3 separate regions of the Mus musculus genome follow, and all the other regions are linked to region 1. Evidence: chromatin contacts called from public promoter capture Hi-C data. All regions are on one chromosome and are shown on one strand. The core of a region is the stretch at or near the end of the contact, and the rest is flanking DNA. Distances in the headings are between cores, read along the strand shown. Region 1 holds the start of Cd300a (CD300A molecule). Region 2 holds the start of Gprc5c (G protein-coupled receptor, family C, group 5, member C). Region 3 holds the start of Cd300lb (CD300 molecule like family member B).

Evidence for each region. Capture Hi-C pulls out chosen DNA fragments and counts their contacts.
Region 2: a promoter capture Hi-C map of adipose tissue shows a contact between it and region 1. The contact joins the promoter of Gprc5c here to the promoter of Cd300a in region 1. A contact is called at or near these places in 2 of 39 promoter capture datasets (maxillary cranial neural crest and second pharyngeal arch cranial neural crest), 2 of 15 datasets of contacts at CTCF or cohesin (CD8 T cells and the NIH/3T3 cell line), 15 of 484 Hi-C or Micro-C datasets (CD4 T cells, CD8 T cells, Th17 cells and 9 more), 14 of 115 datasets of contacts at active chromatin or transcription factors (the HPC-7 cell line, the SCID.adh cell line, double positive thymocytes and 7 more) and 4 of 9 other capture datasets (adipose tissue, liver, macrophages and 1 more).
Region 3: a promoter capture Hi-C map of pancreatic islet shows a contact between it and region 1. The contact joins the promoter of Cd300lb here to the promoter of Cd300a in region 1. A contact is called at or near these places in 2 of 39 promoter capture datasets (embryonic stem cells and macrophages), 2 of 484 Hi-C or Micro-C datasets (the AML12 cell line and peritoneal macrophages), 3 of 115 datasets of contacts at active chromatin or transcription factors (the HPC-7 cell line, bone marrow-derived macrophages and embryonic stem cells) and 3 of 9 other capture datasets (adipose tissue, liver and pancreatic islet).

Annotation. Positions count from the first base shown.
Region 1 is chr11:114,888,770-114,891,469 of GRCm38.p6, reverse strand. Cd300a (CD300A molecule) reads right to left here and starts at 1,429. Exons shown (of 7, transcript NM_170758.4): 1 at 1,036-1,429. The coding sequence starts at 1,105.
Region 2 is chr11:114,850,233-114,852,932 of GRCm38.p6, reverse strand. It overlaps Gprc5c (G protein-coupled receptor, family C, group 5, member C), which reads right to left and starts at 1,401. Exons shown (of 5, transcript NM_001110337.1): 1 at 1,047-1,401.
Region 3 is chr11:114,932,976-114,935,675 of GRCm38.p6, reverse strand. It overlaps Cd300lb (CD300 molecule like family member B), which reads left to right and starts at 1,305. Exons shown (of 4, transcript NM_199221.3): 1 at 1,305-1,467. The coding sequence starts at 1,428. It also overlaps the pseudogene Gm11699.

The DNA of each region.
Region 1 (2,700 bases), core at 180-2,679:
GTCTTAAACTTACAGAGATCTGCCCGCCTTTGCCTCCAGAGTACTGGGATTAGAAATTTTTTCCTTTAGGGGTGTGGCTATTGGCAGGTTGCCTCTGCCCCAGTGGATGACCCCATACCCACGTGCATAGAGCCAGTGCTAATCATTCAATGGTTTTTTTAAAAAATATATAAATAATACTAAGTTGGAGGGAGATGTGTTGAACAGACTTGGGGAATCAGACTTGGGGAGGTCAGATATGGTCAGACTACATTGTTCACATACATGAAATTTTCGAAGAGTAAAGAACCAAAAAAGAAGTCTGTGGGGTGTGGTGGTGCACACCTTTAATCCCAGCATTTTGGAGGCCGAGAAAGGCAGTCTCTGTGAGTTCATAGCCACCCTAGTCCACAGAGTGAGATCCAAGGCTAATCAGTGAGACTTATCCCAAAAAGAAAATGAAAAAAAAAAAACCTTACAAAAAAGAAAGAAAGAAAGAAAGGAAGGGAGGAAGAAAGAAAGAAAGAAAGAAAGAAAGAGAGAGAGAGAAAGAAAGAACAAACAAGGCTACACAGAGAAACCCTGCCTTGAAAACCCAAAAAGGGGGGGGGGGACCCAAGAAGAAAAGAAAGAAAGAGGGAAAGATGGAAGGAAGGAAGAGAAGGAAAGAAAGATAGACAGATTAAATTTTTTCACACACATCCACACCAGCACGTGCCTGTCAGGGCCTCTCAACACAACCACTGTCCACTCATACTGGTACCACCTGCCCTGACCTCCTGTTTTCTATTCTAAACCATCCAAAAATCCTCTGGGCACCCGTCCTGGACAGCCACCAGCCCCCACCGTGTGTTGACTTGTCTCTTGTTCTGACAGCTGTGTGCAGAGGGAGATCCCGGTCCCTTCCCCCCAAGCACGGCCCTTTCTTTGGTCATCCACCTTACATGAAGGACTCAGCTGCCACATTTGGTGTTGTGCACAGAGAGATCCCCATTCCAGTGCCTCACACTGCATCTCCCCGAAGCCCCCCGCCCTCCCGGGCAGACACTACCTCACCTGGAAGCCAAAAAAGCAGCAGCAGCAGCAACAGTGTGGGCAGCCACACAGCTGAGGCCAGTTGGGTCATTTCTCCCACACACGGGTCACCGGCAGGCAGGCCACGGCTGGACGCTCCACGGTTCAGTCCCGCTGGGGGACGGCCAGTCTCTGAGACGCCCACTTCTGCTTTTCTTTGTGTCTAGCTGTTTTGCTTCCGACTTTCCTCAGTTCTGTTCCTGGAGCTACGGGAGAAACTAAAAGAATCGGAAGGAGCCGAGGCGAGCTGATGAACCCCCCGTGAGGCTCTGATCTCATGACTGCCAGGCTGCCATGACAGCCTGATGACCCCTGCTTGCGTCTGGCTCAGGGTGCAGGGCCAGGTTTCATTCTGACTGGCACCCAGTCACTCCTCCTTTCCTTGTGGGAAGAATGGCAGCCTTGTGGAGAGGAAGACCTGCTAGCCCTGCCTGGGTGGTGCCCACTATGAAGCCTTCCTGGGAGCTCTAGGCCTGGACCCCCAAAAATTCCTGAAGGGTTTCTGGTGTTGGAAAATGTGTCTTCCATTTGACCAGGGGCTCTCCAGGCTGCGACCTTCTTTCTTGTGTAGCCCCATTGAACTTGAGCAAGGACCCAGACAACTTGCAGATCTCCCTCTTTCTCTGGTCCACGGAGACACCAAACATGTACACAGGGGTCCTGTGAACCCTTCCAGCTCGTACAGAATGGCACGAAAGCCCAGGAAACTCTGACCTTATTGTAAAACAGGTCACCCAATAGCTAGCTATTATACTATATTAATCATATAATAATAGTAGTTATTAAAGCCGCAGGCAGCCCTATGCCAATGATGAGGTCCCGAGAGCGCCCTCCCTTCCAGATCCTCCTCAGCATCTCACGCTTTCCTCCTCTTGCTACAAATGTGCCCTCGAAGATACCTGCTAGTTACACTGCTAGACGGGTGGAAGACAACGCTTCAGGATCCTGAAGAAATTTCTCTGATGGCCAGGTACGGGGACATACCCCTATTATACAACTATTCTGGAGACTGAGTCAGGAGCATTGCTGGAACCCACAAGTCTGGAGAGACTGTTTCAACAACAAGAAAACACACCACTCTTTGATAGTAATAGCATCATATGTCAACTAAAGATCAGTATGGAACTTTGTGTTCTAGATACTTGGCTTGGTCAGTGTTTCTTTGCTGTGAAGAGACACCATGACCACAGCAAGTGTTATCTATAAAAAGCATTTAAGTGGGGCTGACTTACAGTGTCACAGGTCTAGTCCATTGTCATCACCACAGGAAGCATGGTGGCCTGGAGGCAGACATGGTGCCGGAGAACGAGCTATGAGTTCTACATCCAGATCAGCAGGCAGCAGGAAGAGAGACACTGACTGGGACTCAAAGCCCACTCCCCCAGAGAAAATTTCCTTCAAGAAGGCCACACCTCCTGATCCTTTCAAAGAATGCCACGCCCTGGTGACCAAGTATTCATAACGATGATCCTATGGGAGTCATTCTCATTCAAGCCACCACAGTACTTCTAAAATTAAAAACAAACTAACAGGGCTGGAGAGATGGCTCAGAGGTTAGGAGCACTGACTGCTCTTCCAGACGTCCTGAGTTCAAATCCCAGCAACCACATGGTGGCTCACAACCATGTGTAATGGGATCCGATGCCC
Region 2 (2,700 bases), core at 152-2,651, 39 kb after region 1:
GTGTCTGTACTTCAGAATCAAGATCGTGAAATCTTAAGGAATGATTTAGAACTTTGTAAGTGCAAACGTGTGGGCGCGAAGTAGAAACGGAAAGCGCTCTGGAAAAACCAGGGGTGAATAAGGGGTGGGACCCAGAACATAGGCCTCTACACGGAGAAGCGCCGTAGGCCTCTGAAATTCCAAACTTCCCGCGGAGAGATCCTGAGCCTTCACCTCCCTATTCCAACTGGACTGTGTCAACACTCTACGCCCCTGAAAGTTCGAACCGAAAGAGCAAAGGACCAGGCTCTCTGTCCCTAATCCCTCTGGTCACAGAAACCTGCCCTCCCCACGCACTGCCGCGAAATAAGGAAAGGAAGCCAACCTACAGTCACAGTCGACCGTAGCCTCCCACTACGAGAGTGGATAGAGGAACAGCTCTCCGACACTAAGATCCCTTGCGGAACACCCCCGGCCGCAGAACCTGGCTTCCCCGAGCCATTAAATCCCCAGCTGGCTCGGGTTTGGAAACTTTCTGCGAACTTGTAGAGTGGGTGCATCGTCACCCACCCCTTGGGTTTTCACCGGGGGCCTCGGCCCTCTCCCTTTCCCAGCCAGCTGGACCCAGCCCTTCCTGCGGGCCGATGGCTAGGGCGGAGCGCCGAGGCAGCAGCCCTTACCTGGGACGCGCAGCCAGCCCGCTCCGGCGCCGCGCTCAGAGCCAACTTCGGCCCCAGGCAGGGCGCCGGCGGGCGTAGGAGGGACTCAAAGCAGGGCGCGGGGCCAGAGCCCGTTCAGGCGGGGGGTGACCAGGCCTGAGCAAAGGTGCGGGGGCCTGCCTCCCAGGGACCCCCGACTGAGCACTGAGCTAAGCGCGCTCAGTGGCTCGCTCTCCCGCCCGCCTCCCCAGGCACAGTGCTCCCCTCTCTCGGCCAGGGTGGGCCGGGCTGCATCACCGTGACATCACCTCCATTCCCGGCGCTCCTCCGGGGCCAGCAGCGCTCCAGGTACGAGCAATCCTAATCCCCAGTAACAAAGCGCGCCCGGCCCTGCCCCCTCCGACTCACCTCCAGGCTCGGCCGACGCGCACTTTCGGGTTGGGAAAGGCGATCGGAGTTTCTGGCCAAACTGACTAGTGGGTTGTTGCTGTTTACTGCCACGCCCCCGCACGCGGGCGCGCGCGCACTTGCGCGTACTCACTTTCTGGATTCGCCTTTCTCTCCCGAAAGAGGTTCGGGGTGCAGCTCAGTACACCCCTAGGCTGCATCTCCCAGCGATCGCACGCACCCACAGACTCACGGTGGCCACCTTGGCGCGTCTACCCGTGACAGACACCCAACCTTTGTCACTTTCGTCCTGGCTTTCCCATGAGACACATGCCTGGCACAGTTCGCTGCTCCGGGCTGGAGCGAGGAACACACTAGGACACAAAGTCCGTCTTTGTCACGGCTCCGCGCCCCCTCCCCTAGCGAGCTTGCACACGTGGACACAGCGCACACGGAGCGTCCTCCTCTTTCGTGCGTGATCCTTCCCGAAGAGCCCAGTCTCCAAGATCACGAGGGAATGTCACGGCGCACGTCCCTAAATCTGTGGACTGAGTCCAGAACCCCTGCGGGCTGTTGGCCGGAGTCTTTGTCGGCCTGACTACCCCACGCCCGAGTTTCTTACAACGCGGGCTCCCCTCCCCGCGTCCCGGTTCCCTGTGGTGACCTGTCCTAATTAGCCTCTCAGTTTTGTTCCCGAGGTAGTGTTTAACAGGATCCCTGTGGTCTGTGCGCTCCTGGCCACGTTGTTGCTGACTCTAAGTCCAGCCTCTCCCGAAGTCTGAAGACCTTTCCACGAATTCAGATTCCCCTGAACCACACCCCCACTCCCTGCCCGGGCGGATCCACCCTTTCTCCTCCAGCCCCGGGAATCTGCTGAAAAGAAACCGCAGAAATAGGGAAGCGAATCCCAGCTGAGGCCTATCTGGCCCAGTAAACAAGAGATTTTTTTCTTTCCGGCCACTTTCTCTGGGGACCTGGGATCCCGCGGGAGTGAGTTGTGCTGTCTTTGGAGCACTGAGTGGGTCTGGTTGCATTGCGCTGTATCCCCGTAGGGGACAAGTCGCAAGAGCAAGGGAGAGGTTGTTGGGCCTGACAGGGGCCTTGGGGACTCTGGGGGAGGGCAGGGAGTCGGGTCTCAGGGTGCGGGTTCTCGCGACGCCGAGTTGCCTGGGGGATCGCCAGGAGCGCGGTCGGAGCCAGCCGGTGGCTGGGCAGGCTGCAGGGCGTGTTTGCTCAATCCTGGGCTCCCGCGAGGAGGGGGGGGGGGCGGGGGGGCGGGAGGGGGGAGGCAGCTGGTCACAGGCGAGGGGATAGCCAGGTGGAGGAGGTCAGGGAGCTAGTGACCCGTACCTCCCCGACTGGCTGTGTGTTTGAGTACCTCCATCTATGACAACCTGGAGTCTAAACTCAATGAATCACCCGGAGTTGCCGGAGCGATAAAACCTTCGGCCGGTTCCTCCTCACCGCTCTGTTCTTTTCTGACTCTAGGAGGAATGTTTATTTAAGGGGGGTGTGGGGGGGAGAAGCCTGTGGGGCCCAGACTTTCTAGAACCCTGAATCCTTTCCTGTGCCCTGTAGTTTCTGTCAGGTCTGGGGAATGTGGCAAAGCTCGAACTATTTCAGTGGGTGGCTGCTGTGGGGGTACCCGCTCCCATTCCTAAATCCACCTCCCAAC
Region 3 (2,700 bases), core at 56-2,555, 44 kb before region 1:
CCTGCAGCCACGTTGATGCCCTTGGCCTGTGCTGCTGGCAGGGCTATGATGGTGTCCATACCCTATGCTGTGGCAGAGGGTCATGTTGATGTCTGGGGTCTGTACTGCCACTGGAGACTGTGTGGATGTCTGTGGTCCATGCCATTGCCAGAAGCCATGTGGAAGTCCATGATCCCTGCTTCCATTGACTGTGAAGGGCAAGAAAGCTACTCTTTCAGTGGTATCAATGGCTGAAGACTCATTGAGAAAGTGTGACATAGAAAGAGTCTGTGACAAATCCTACCTCTACCACACCCCTCAAAAAAGTAACAGTTTAGACAGAATGGCATTGAAAAGAAGTCTTAAAAACTGTGATGAGGATGTGGAACTGTAGTTCTCACAATTGATGGCCTCAGCTGGGGTACAAACAGAGAAGGACTCAATTTTCTTTAAGGGGCTGGCCACTGGGAGTGTGACCATGTTCCAATGAGTGTAAGTTGTTTTCTTACTTTCTTTCTCTCTGTCTGTCTCCTCCTCCTCCTCCTCCTCCTCCTCCTCCTCCTTTCTCTTCTGCCTCCTCTTCTTATTCTTTCTTCTCCTCCTCCTCTTTATCCCCCTCCTCTTCCTTCATTTTGCAGGAAAGGTCACAAGAGTGAGGGGCAGACCTGAGAAGACTGGGAATTAAGCTTGATCAGGGTTTATGATGTGAAATTCCCAAATCATCAATAAAAATATTTTGGAAAAACGAACAAAACTGCCATATCAAGACAATTTATAGACGAGATGATTGATTTGGGCTTCTGTTTCTGAGGGATTAGAGTCGATCATGGTAGGGAATCCTGACAGCAGGCAGCAGACACAAAACAGGTGAGAGCGCAAGTAGGGTGCAGAGAGAGGCTACTGGGAATGCCAGGAGGCTTTGAAACCTCAAAGTGACATACTTCCTCCAGCAGGGCCATATCTCCTAAAGCTACCCAAGGAACATCATCTACTGGGGATTAAATATCCAATGCCAGGTGTGCTGAGCACAGCCCACTAACACGAGCTGAGACTCTCAGCTGCTGGGCCCATCATTATAGCATAGAACCTTTCTGGATCCAATATCCAGAGTGCTCTACCCCTTAACCCAAGACCAGATTGTCCAGACTTCCCCACCACTGGTCTACAGGCTTCCCTCCTTTGCCTCTGCTTGCCCTGCACAGTTCCCTGGCCTCCTCGTTTCTACTGAGTGACCCAGCTCTGGCATTAACTGATGTCTCTTGTGCTGAGTAACTGACGGCAGGAAACACCCACGCTATAAAAGGAAGCTTATGAGTAAGACACTCAGAGGCAACCTGGACAAACAGAACGAGTCAGCTGAGATCTCCAGGGCTTTGGGTATCCCGCTGAGATTTGGATTTGCTGCTGGCTGTTCATCAAGGAGTGCAGCAAAGTGGGAAGGCAGGACCATGTGGCTGTCCCCAGCTTTGCTTCTTCTCAGTTTTCCAGGTATGTTCAGCTACGGCCTGGGGGGCTTGGGACTGCAGGTGTAGAGTGGCAATAGAGGGCTCTGTCCCAGGTTTAAGGAGAGCTGCCACCTTCAGGGAAATGTGGGGTAGCTCTGTAGCTTCATTCAGCAAAAGGACGCTGGGCTCTACACTGTGCCAGGCATGGGTCAGGACCTGGGGACGTGAAGGGAAAGGAGAAATGGAGGTGACCATTAAAGGAGATTCCAGATGCTCTTGTAGGTGAGACATGCAGGAAGAAGCACAAGAAAAAAGAGCTCAGGGGAAAGAGCTGGTACCACGGAGGGAGCTACAGAAAGCTCTCCTGAGCCAGCTCCTTCCATACCTCAGAAGGAAGCAGATCTTTACAGCCCTTGCAGCAAGCAGAACATGCACTCCGGGGAGAGGGCATGGCTTGGGGGAAGGACTTACAGGCTTAGAGCAGCTGCCACACCCATGCAAAGGGAGCACTCAGTGGACAGGTCACTGAGGGGACACTGGCTAAATGTGAGTTTGCAACTGCATAAAGGTAAAACGAGGGACAATAGCGGGTGCCTGTACCACTGGGCTTGTGTCTGAGATCCAGGCCCCCCAACTAGCTGCCTGCACTCTAAACCTCAACACCGGGCTTTCCTAGACGCCAAGCAGGCCAAGAGTGAGCTCTGCCATGGCTTGCACACAAGTAGAGCAATGCTCACTAGTATACTCAAAGGCTGCACATCTACACACAGTCCGTACATCTACACACTCTGTCCGTACCTCCAGGATCACCCGCTCACATTCACACTCTTTGATTGGTTGGTTGGTTGGTTGGTTAGTTTTGGGGAGTTTTGTTTGCTTGTTTGTTGTTTTGTGGGATTTGGTGGGGATGGGTTTTTTGGTTTGGGGGGTGTTTTTTGTTTTTGTTTTTTAGTTTTTTAGCAATGGAAACAAAAACACACCTAAAAGTGAAGCTTTTGGAAAAAAAAATTGTTCTTCCCTGTCTTTTATTGGTCCTCAAATTTGACCTTGGCCTCCCCAGGCCTTGTGTTTCAGAGCTGAGCCTCTGAAGGCACCCTTGTTGACAACAGTTTCATTCAAGAGGATATCCACAGAGTCCCTCGTGGGTATGGGCTGTAGCTGTAAATTTTCACAAAGGACTTGATCTTGGATCTCTTGGCGATCTTCTTCTTGCCCATGGCAGCTGTCACTTTTAGTGATCAATTCTAGTCACCAGGGCATGTCTATAAGGACCGTC